Regions from separate parts of the Anas platyrhynchos genome. Here region 2 is linked to region 1. The links are chromatin contacts, called in public Hi-C maps. All regions are on one chromosome and are shown on one strand. Each heading gives the region's core, a stretch centred on a gene start, on an enhancer-like site or on the middle of the called end of the contact. The rest is flanking DNA. Distances are from core to core; before and after follow the strand shown.

The links. A called contact is a pair of places that touch in the nucleus more often than the background predicts.
Region 2: a contact with region 1 is called in a Hi-C map of skeletal muscle, with 4 times the contacts expected there. The contact joins two enhancer-like sites. A contact is called at or near these places in 6 of 8 Hi-C or Micro-C datasets (F5 follicle, liver, skeletal muscle and 2 more).

What each region holds. Positions count from the first base shown.
Region 1 is chr18:4,035,945-4,041,186 of IASCAAS_PekinDuck_T2T, reverse strand. It overlaps LOC139999022 (a long non-coding RNA gene), which reads left to right. Exons shown (of 3, transcript XR_011803999.1): 3 at 1-4,713. Among named protein-coding and RNA genes, the nearest start is that of TRNAT-AGU, 5.2 kb to the right of the region's middle. Within about 2 kb of position 2,111, at least 5 of the 8 cell types and tissues checked have an H3K27ac peak or open chromatin away from gene starts, as enhancers often do.
Region 2 is chr18:4,116,243-4,121,820 of IASCAAS_PekinDuck_T2T, reverse strand. RGS3 (regulator of G protein signaling 3) reads left to right here. Exons shown (of 24, transcript XM_038164992.2): 19 at 1,842-2,474; 20 at 5,034-5,107. Among named protein-coding and RNA genes, the nearest start is that of RGS3, 69 kb to the left of the region's middle. Within about 2 kb of position 1,275, at least 3 of the 8 cell types and tissues checked have an H3K27ac peak or open chromatin away from gene starts, as enhancers often do.

The DNA.
Region 1 (5,242 bases), core at 862-3,361:
AGAATATACAATATTTACACTTGGAAAAGCAGATCTCCAGCTGAGGGAAATGGCTGGAGCGTCTCAAGTTGTGATGGTGTGCGCCAGCTGAGGCTCTGCCCTGAGGCTATAAAAGGTGTTGAAACAGAGCCAAGGCTACATTTTGGCCATCTGGTTGACTGGGGCCAGGGGGCTGAATTTGCCATTAGTGTTTTGTGAAATATAAAACAAGAGTTGAGGTCGTCTCTGGACTTCATTAACACATTGAAATGCCAGGGGGAATATCACATTTGACTATGGGGCCAGCACGAGTCAGCAGAGAATCTAACATTTCAGTTCCCACTCAGAAAAACCCAACAGCTTTGTTTCAGTTCTGACTGCTCATTCCAAAATCAACCGAGACAACCAGTTATTGTGAAAAAAGTTCATTGCCAATGAAACCATCTGAAAAGGTTCATTCTGTTCTCTTTGGGGATATTCATCTTCTTTGGTTTATGCTCAGTCTATGAATTTCATGACGGAAAATGAACTCATTGGAACTAATCCTTAACGTCTCAACCCCTCACGTTCACATGTTATAGATGTGTGATGAGCTTCACCTGGTCTCAGCCTTTACATGAAATTCTGGTCTGATCCCTGAAAAAAACATGGGATGGATCCTTAGCTGATGTTATCAGTGGAACATCAATGACAATAAAATTATTGTGCTTTCCGACAGCATTGTCACAGCTGCAAACAGTCATTTGTATTTGAATCAGGAAGTTCTTGCCTGGTTCCCAGGAAAATTACCTCTACAAACAAACAAACAAACAAACAAACACAGAGTAACTCCTAGAACATGGTTTTCTTCAAAAGTGAATGTGCCACCCCCTGGAAGCATTCAGATGGACATCCATGTGATGCATAGTGTCTGCCGAAATTGCTATTTTGGTTTCCAGCCAGAGTGACCCAAATATAGAGAGCAGCTTGTTTGTGTTCAGTTCCATGAAAGCATTCTCTGCACTCCAGTGTGTGCTGAGCTACTCAGTACTGCGCTGTTCCTCTGCAAATTGGATCCTGCTGCTCCCACCGCCTCAGTGGGGGAAGGAACGAAACAAGGTAAAATAAAAGCAAATGTGCATCTCAGGCAGCTTTGCCTTCCTGAGAAAGGAAACACAAGACTCACTCATGACAGAAAGCAAACATCAGGTTCCCTAATTGTGCATGCAGGTTTGGTGCTGCTGACGAGCTCAGGAATTACAGCCGTGGGTGTAAAGGAAACCCAAAGGCCTGGCTGGAGGCTAAGACTCATAATCCCTGTCTGGTCCCCACAAATTCTTGAAAGGCTTTGGTTACAACAGCTGAGAAAACAAAACAAAACACAATTCACCTCCATCCTGAGTGGAAGTAGGAGAATTTCTTGGCAATTTGAGATCCTTTTGTTAAACTGATAATAAAAAAAAACAAACAGTCCAACTGTGAAGGAAAGCTATGTGAAGGGTTTAGTGTAGACCCATTATCTGCATAACTTGAGGAAAAAATATTCCCTGTAGGTTTGCTGAGTGTTTTCAAGGAGCCTGGTACATCTCTGCTGGAAGCTCAATACACAGGAACTATTCCAGAAAGTCCGGGTGCTGCCCTCTCATGGCAAGGGAGCAAACCCCAGAGCTGATTTAATGGAAGAGAGGCCAGATCAAATTGTGTTCGACTTTTCAAGACACAAAGTTTGACACTGGTGATAATGCTCCGTCTTTTCTACCACCACGGTTATCTTGAAGGCATTGCTGGGCACTATAGCCAAGCAGGAAGAAGAATTCTGGAGCAGAACAGGCCTGCATGGCTTTCCCAGCACCTGCGTGCCCTCAGTGGAGGACTAATGCCTCCTGGTGGTCCCAGACACATCTCACTGATGGGACAGACACTGTCCTGTGCACCTTCCAACACCAGCCAGATCTGGGGGCCAGGATGCCTGGGGAAGGTCTGGCTGGTACTAGGAACATCCCATAATTGCAGCTCTCCTGGAGGCCTGGACAGTGAGTGGGAATGCACAGAGAGGTGGAGTCAAAGCATGAAGGCAAACAGCAAAGGCCAGGAAACGAGGAAAGGGGAATGGCAGAGGGGTGGCACAGGGCCAAGGCCTGGCCACGGAGGAACAACAAAGCTGGAGCCTATCAGAGAACCACTGAAAGCTTCAGCTGTGAAGAAAACCCAGACAGCTGCGGGCTGCTTTTTACCAGGTAAGAAGAGGACAAACACAGAAATGTGAACCCAAAGCCCGATTCACCCAATTTCACAGCTGGCTGTTTATGAGGCCCCACTCAGTCTTGAACAGAGCACTGTTATGGCTGTGGCTGCAGGACTGAGCTCTCCCCGTCGGGTTTGCCTCCAAAGAGAAGGGAGCTGTGATAAGTCCAAGTCTGGACAGACAGAAAACAGAAGACTCTGATGCTCCCCCAGCAGCCATGAAGGCGAGACCACCAGTGATTTCACCTGGAGCTGCAGCTGAACCGAGAGAAAAGTTCTTAAGATTAAAAATGCTGTAGAAAATGTAGAAAGCCTGAAGATCTTCTGCTGGAGGAAAAATGATGCAGTACTGCAGTAGTGGCCACAGAGACAACAGAAATGCAGTGGCAGCTAATGACAGTATGGAGCTCTCTGGGAGGAAAATGTTGCAGAGTATTTCATCAGGCCAGTTGTAGCAGTTCCAACAAAATTTAATAGCTGGTCTAACAAGCATAGTTAAATTGTCAAATCTGGTGAGAGACAGCTATGGAATAAGGAAATTAAGCACAGCCAGTGTGGTCTGCAGAATTTGCCCTTCTGCTCTTTGCAATGTGCCATAGCCAGAGGCTCTGGGCAGAGGACTGAGCTGTGTGCTAGCAATGGGCAAGGCTGTACTGCATCCAGATCATTTTACTCCATCCCTGTTCTGTCATAACAAGTTTTAGTGTGAGCCAGGTTCAACTGACCCAGAAGATTGAAAAGAACTGAAGGAAAACAAAGAGAAATTCTAAGCTTTCATCAAAAACCTATTAAAGTCACTATCATTTACTCCGAGCGCATGAAATGGCCTTTATTACAGTCATTTTTCTGAGCACAAAAGCTACTTTCAATAACACAGGTAGGGAAAAATCATTACAAACTTGCAAGAATCAAGGAGCATCTTGCAGAAACCCTTTTGTCATAAAACAAATTATGAAAGGCTATAAATAGATGACCATTATTAGAGCAACTGAGCTCTCTAACTAGGCTCACTGAACTGTTTCCCTAACTGGCAGGTGGGATGCAAGGCAATCAAGAGGTACATCACAAGCTTCCCAGGGTGGAAGAGAAAACAGTCTTTAAATGCATTACCTCGTGCTTCTGGGAATGGCAGAAGCATTTGAAGAAACAAGTTACTGATAAAAATACACATGGACACACACATGTATTTGCTCAGTTGAGCACACTGCTGAATTTAAACAAGGTTGTGTCACCAATGAGCAGGGTGCAGGATGGGAGCTCTTGGCTCATGGAGTCCAGATTTTTTATCCAGCTCCTCCAGGACTTGATGGTGCTCCTTCTGACCTCTCAGGGTGTTTGCTCCTCCTGTTGCTGAGTCTGTTTGAAAATATTACTCCTCTGCTTGCTAGAAATATCCTTTTGAATTCCAGCCTAATATGTTCATTCATACCAATGTTATCATTTAATTCAAATAGTTCTTTCTCCTTCTAGTTGTTTACACCTGCAGTGTTTATACAAACTAGTCATGTCTGCTTTCAGCCTTCCTGTTACAAGACTCAACACAACAAACTCCTTAAAACTCTTCACCTACGGCAGACCCTCTGTTTCTCTGCTGTGTCTTCATACAAGTAATGTGTGACTCCTATTCCTGTCCTCGGTCTGCCTTGAAGTACTTATTTGCATGGCAAGGTGCCTGGGTGGAAGCGGATGTGGTTGGCTTTTTATAGCTTGGTTAAATTTGTTGTAACTACAATTATTTTTTTTTCCAGGTCTTTCATGGAGGTATCGACTATTGTAATAAGTGTGCTGGGATGAACACAAGGTAGCCTCATATTCAGCCTGCACTGATCAGGTCAATGGTATCTCACTGGTAGAGTCCAGAACAATAATCAAATACTGCAAAAACACAATCAAATACTGCAGGACCTGCAGTTTAGAATACAAGGTCTCCTAGTCTAATTTGTTTGATAGGTACAGAAATTGTGAGGGTGAGCACCACAGTCAGTAAGAGGCTGGGATGCTGCAGTTACCTTTGTGCATGGCTGCTGCAAAGCATGGATGAACTTGTCAGCATTTCTCATTCTTTATTTTTAACTAGCTGTATGGTATGAATCTTTTTTTTTTTTAGGGTTCACATTTGATTTTCTCCCAAATGCCGGTTTGGCTTTCCCAGAGATGTCAGCAGAAGGACTGGGACACCAGCAAGTGTGTTTCCTCCCACTGAAATGGCCACAGTAGAAATATCTCCAGCTGAGCAAGACGGTTAGCACCTCCTTGCACTGATAATGCATTTCACTGTGCAATTTATCTGACTGTATATAGATGTATAGTTCAGGGTCTGTGGAAAAACAGGGGCAGCTCAGGGACATGGGATGGAGTGAGAAGAACAGCACTGGAAGGCTAACAGCATAGGCTAGTGCAGATAAGCAGGAGCCATCGAATAACGTTACCATTTCTCTAGGATGCAAACAAAACATTACTTTCTCTCTCTCTTCCTTCCTTCCTTCCTTCCTTCCTTCCTTCCTTCCTTCCTTCCTTCCTTCCTTCCTTCCTTCCTTCCTTCCTTCCTTCCTTCCTTCCTTCCTTCCTTCCTTCCTTCCTTCCTTCCTTCCTTCCTTCCTCTCCTCTCCTCTCCTCTCCTCTCCTCTCCTCTCCTCTCCTCTCCTCTCCTCTCCTCTCCTCTCCTCTCCTCTCCTCTCCTCTCCTCTCCTCTCCTCTCCTCTCCTCTCCTCTCCTCTCCTCTCCTCTCCTCTCCTCTCCTCTCCTCTCCTCTCCTCTCCTCTCCTCTCCTCCTTTTAAAGACTATTGTTAAAACCACAATCATTATTTTCTTTTTCCTTTTCCTTTTCCTTTTCCTTTTCCTTTTCCTTTTCCTTTTCCTTTTCCTTTTCCTTTTCCTTTTCCTTTTCCTTTTCCTTTTCCTTTTCCTTTTCCTTTTCCTTTTCCTTTTCCTTTTAAATAAGGGACTGATCACATTCATTATAGGAGAACTGGAAAAGAGATAACCTTGGGTGATTTTTCCTCACCCTGAATTCTGCAGCTCTGCTGATTTTATTAGTTA
Region 2 (5,578 bases), core at 26-2,525, 81 kb before region 1:
ATGCTTTCAACCCGAGATGAAACCTTCACTCGGTGGCAAGTCTCCTGCTCACATCCTCTGTGCCGCTGAAGAGCTGCAGATTCTCTGATTGAATTAGCGCAGGGATTTAATTTAATTCCCAAATGTCTCTCATTTTAAAGGAGCCTGTTCGTTTCCTTCTAGGGCCTTATCAGATGTGGGCAACCAGAAACGTTCAGCAGAAGGACAGAACAGATAGGGAGCTGTCAGGGACAGGGAGGGCTTTGCAGGGCTGCGTGGGTTTCTCCTCTAATTATTTCATGAAATAATGATGACAGTGATTGCAATTCAAATAAGACATAAACAGCATCAGTAAAACACACACTGGTGCAAATAGCGTCCTTGCATGGCAGGCCTGGAAACATCCCCTTTTGCAAAAAATTACTCTGGGGGAGTGAAAGAGCCCCAAGGATGGGGTGAATCCAGTGTTTGCTTTGTGCCTCCCCCCAAATCCAGCTGTTCTGGGGCAGTTCAGATGATGCTAAATTGCTGGCTGCTGCAAGTCAGGGCTGGAGGGGATGAAGCTGGTCACAGGTGTAAGGGGACAGCTCTGGGGATGCCAAAGGCATGGGCAGCCGTGGGCGAGCTGCCCTGTGTGCTGCCCAGGTGGCAGCTGGCTGTGGGCAGCTGAGCCTGAACAGTTTTTGGAAAACTGGCTCACTTTTGGGGCCCTTTAGGAGGTCCCTATGGGTGCTGTGGGGTGCTGTGTGGTCTTTGCACCCTCACCTCTCTTTGCACAGAGATGTTTGGCTGGATGGGCTAATTCCCAACTCCTTTTGGAGTAAACCTGATTTATATGATGGTGGTGGCTTTGTTAACTCTGACTTTCTGCTTTCCACTGGGTTCTTGAAAACACCCAGATTTTATCTGGGGTGCGGTAATGGCTTTTGCTGTGCGCCTTGTTACCTGGGGTCCTGTATAACCGTGTCTGTCCCAGCACACCAGCATGGGCTGCGCTTCCCGGGGTGGGGGCTTTCTCTCTGCTTCACCCCTGCTGAGCTGGTGCTGCCCGTTTGGCTCACCCAGCATCCGTGCCGAGGGAAATTCCGGGGGACAGGATCAGCTCTGGCAGGGAAGCTTGTCACAGGCTCCTACGGCTCACAAAAAGTCCTTGGAGGTTTTTTCCCTTGGGCTACCCTAGGCTTTTGCCTTTGAAAGGGCAACGCTTGCTGGAAAAAGACGGCCCCGAAGGCTTAAAAAACTGACCAGAGCTGGTAGGAGCGGCTGTGGTTTTGCAAGGCCACAGCGCGTGGCCATGGGGAGCCCTGTGGCCATGGCACCCGGCCGGGGGGGGCGAACTGCTCAGGGCTGTGGCCGGGCTGAGCCTTGGGCAATCGGACGATGAGCAGAGCCCAGCACTTCCCTCCTGCCCTTAATAATGCAGGGCAGGAGGGGCTGGAGCTGTTGGGTGAGTGTTTCTGGGTTTCCCTGCCTCTGCTGAGCCCCTCAGCTGCTCCCAAAGGGACGAGGGAGCTGTGGGGGTAAGGATGCTGCTCTGAGCTCTGCCTCTGTGGTGGAGCCACCACAACCTCTGGTTTCCTTCAAACGCGCTCGCCCACGGTGCTGCTGGAGCACGGAGCAGGGTGGCCCCATCCCACTGCCACCCCACAGCCACAGGGGGCCGTGGCGCTCTGGGGAGCGGGACTGGGACAGGATACTGGGGGGGGACAAGGGGACAACGCCATCCCACCCCACTGTTAGGGCTGTAGGGTTTGGGACCAGCCTCATGGTTGGGATGTTAGCAGTGGAGAGGCTGCACGAGAGGGTGGCGAGTGAGAAATCTGGGATGCTCCTGCCTTCATCCTTCTTTATCTCCTGGGCAGATGCTGGAGACGGACGCTGAGAAGCCGGGGCAGATGCACTCAGAGGATGGGAAGGCGGCCACAGGCGAAGCTCCTCCAGCCGCAGAGGCCCCGGCTCCGGCCGAGGCACCGGCAGCTGCCCAGGGGCCTGTCCCGGCAGAGAAGCAGCCGGAGCGGGGAGAGGAGCGGCATGGCACCCTGCCGGCCTTCATCATCCCCGAGGTGCGGCTCGACAGCACCTTCAGCCAGAGCGCGGCGGGCACGGCTGGCGGCACCACAGACGGCGAGGACGAGGAAGACGAGGAGGAGGATGAGGAGGAGGACGACGAGGAGGAGGAGGACGATGACAGCGACGAGAATTACCTGGAGAGGAGCGAGGCGAAGCGCAGCAGCATGATCGAGACGTCGGGCTGCCAGCCCGTCTACACGCTGAGCGTGCAGAACTCCCTGCGGCGCCGGACCCACAGCGAGGGCAGCCTGCTGCAGGAGGCCAAGAGCCACTGCTTCACCTCCGACACCACCCTCAACTGCTCGGACAGCCAGGGCACCAAGGGCCACTGGGCCCTGCCCTCCCCCAGGACCCTCAAGAAGGAGCTCACCAAGAACGGCGGCTCCATCCACCAGCTCACCCTGCTGTTCTCGGGTCACAGGAAGGTACGTGGAAGGTGCTGGCTTTGTGGGGTGGCCGGGTCCTGCTTGGCCCTGGGGATGAGTGATGTCCCCAGAGTGGAGGTGTCCCCATGTGGGGGCCCTCTCTCCGTGACCATGGCAAAGCTGGTGTCCAACAGGCCAGGAAGGTCCCCAGCGCCAGCTCTGGGGGACACTCAGCACCCTGGGGATGTCACCATGTGCTGGTGCTGGGTTGGGCATCCCCATGGTGCTACCTGAGCCCACAGGGTCCCACAAGAGCCACCACCTGCCAAGATCCACAAAGAGAGGCACACATGGGTGTTTGCATGTGTGAAATGCTGCTCACAGTGGCAGGGACAGGGAGAAGCCAGGCTCTAGGGAGCCTTCAGTGACAGGGAGTCCCCGCTGTGCTCAGGGACACCGGGAGCTGGGTGTCTTTCTGCCCTGACCAGCCTCTTGCAGGGCTTTGATCCTTGCAGGGCATCCAAGTCTTAAACAGGCTGAGGAGGAGCCGTGCATCAGGCACCGGGAGAGCAGTGCTGGCACACGAGAGCCCACATGGAAGCTGGCCCCATGGCCCCGTGTTGCATGGCTTGGGACCTTGTTGCGCAGCTTGGGATCTCATTGCATGGCTCAGGACCATGTTGTATGGCTTGGGACCCTGCCACTTGGGACCTTGCTGCACAGCTCAGGACCATGTCACTCTGCTTGAGAGCACCATGCAGAGCTCAGGACCACATTGCATGCTGCACCCTGGCCGGCTGGTGAGAGCTCTTATAGGGCTGACAGGCCAGCCAGATGGGGCTGCTGTGCAAAAGGGAAGCCCAAACCCTCTTGGAGGCTGGTGCCAGCAATTATGGGGCTGGGGGGGCTCCCAGATCCTATACAGAAGTACGCCCTCGTGGCAGGGACACCTGTGCTGCTTGGTGAAGAGGCAGGGGTGGTGGTGGTGGTGGTGGTGGTGGTGGCGAGGCTCCTGAGGTGCCGGCATGGCACGAGGCAGGTTTCACAATGCTGTGCATGAAGCCTGGCAGCAAGGGGCTGCTGCAGCACCAGGCTGCAAGTCGAGCTCCTCCAAACGAAACAGCCCCGGTGCCTATAAGACTGGACTTTTTCAGAGCAGGGAAGGGGACAGAGCGCTGGCAAGGGAACCTCTGGGTGTCCCTGTTCCTACAGCGGCTCCGTCCAGCTCTGCATGGCTGCTGCTTCAACTCACCTCCCCCCGGGTCCCCCAGCTCGCTCCCACCACGCTGCCTCTCCATGCACAGGGCTTCGGCCACGGCCATTCCCCCTCCTACCCCTGGGAGGGACTTTTGGAGCTCTGTGCATTTTGAGGAGTCCAATGAAACCCTCCGAGCTTCCCAGACCAGGACACTGCGTACAATGTCCAGTTCCCCTTTGCATCCCCTCCCACGGCAGCACCGAGCCCCAGCAATGCCTGCAGGACTACGGCACCCAGTGGCCTTGCTGTGTCCACCAGACTGCGTTTTATTCCCCGGCAGCACTGCGGAGGGGCTCGCGTTGTTGTCCCTTTTAACACCATCATGCCCACGGATCCCTGCTCCCCTCCTTCCCGCGGTCGGGGCCCTGTTGTTCTAGGAGCACATTGTGGCCGGGAGCGCTGGGACCCCTCGGGCTGAGGTTTGCCACTGCTGCCTTTTGTCCCTGAGCACAGCGGGGCCTCTCCGGACAATGGCAGGAAGCGTGCCCCGGCTGCGCGTCGCCCTGGCCGGCCCGCCCGCCGGGCCCTATCTGCGGGGGGAAGGCGCTTTGCAGGGGCCGCATTGTTTGGGGCCGATAAACTCCGGAAACCCGGGCGCAGAATGGAAGGAAGTGTCAAAAGTCTCGAGCCCAGGGCCGCTGGGCTGCGCAGCTGGTTCCCACGGCACGGCTGCGGGACAGCGATCCTGGAAAGCGCCCTGAGCAAGCGGTGTGGGGCTGGGCTGGGTGTGGGGCTGGCCGTGAGCCCCTTCCAGCCGTGCTCAGTAATGGGTGAAGTAGCAAAGCCCCTGAGCGAAGGTGGTCTAAGGGGTCCCTATGCCTGGCCCTGGGCTTCACAGCTCAGAGGCTGCGCTGGTGCCACCCCAACCTTGCAGCCCCTCCGAGGTCCCCTTGGTCTGCCCAGGCCACCCCAGGGTGGTGGTCAGGGAGAGGAACCCCTGGGTGCTCCCCAAAGCTGCCATGATGTGGTTCAGTTCTGGCTGAGGCTCTCCGGGGGACCCTGAGTTTCTTTTGGGTGCCCAGCCCAGCTGGGATAGAAGCTTTGGGAGGGGGATGTGGGTGTCCTTGCGGGAGGTGCTGCTGTCAGTACTAGAGGGGACCGTGGGCCACCACCTGTGAGGTGTCCATTGTGGGCTGGGGGTGTGATGGGCAGGGGGACGCAGGTTCCCATGGTGGAGGGGAGAGGAGCTTGGCTCCCCTCACTTTGCTACAGCCAGATGTGGCTGCGGGAAGGAGCCACATGGCTGCTGTGTGGGCACGGGGACTCATAGGAGATGCTGGCAGGGCTTTGTGGTGGCACTTGGCACCTACACGGTCACGTACCATATGGTGATGCAGACGCTGTTTTTCTCTTCCCTACAGCTGAGTGGAGGTGATGCCGAATGCAGCTGTGATGAAGGGGATGAGACCTCCCGCAAGAAAAGGAGCAGGAGCCTGTAAGTGTCACGCCGTGGTGGCATCGGACTATGCCAGGGCTGCTTCCCATGGTCAAACACCCAGGCTGAGCCCTGCTCATGTGGGAAAGCTTTGGGGTCTCCCCTATCTCATTCACCCAAGCTTTGCCAGGAGGAAAGCAGCAAAGATGGGCATGAGCTATGGTTTCACATAGTTGTGATATTCGGGGAGGAGGTGAGACGCGCTCTGGGGACATTGCCTAGCCTGGCTGGGAGCATCCGTGGCTTGGTGTTACTTTGATGGATGGGACGAAGGAGCTGGGGGGACAGGGATGCAGCTCCTCGGGGCCAGCAAAGCTCCTCTCTGGCCACTCCAGGTTCGGTCAGAGGATGTGTGAGTTGTGAAACGTGACCTGGGGGCCTCCTTCCTGCTGGCCCCATGCCAGGAGGAGGTTTCGCCCTACAGGGCTTGTGGGGCTTGTGCATCGCAGCACGCTGGCAGCATGGTGGGAG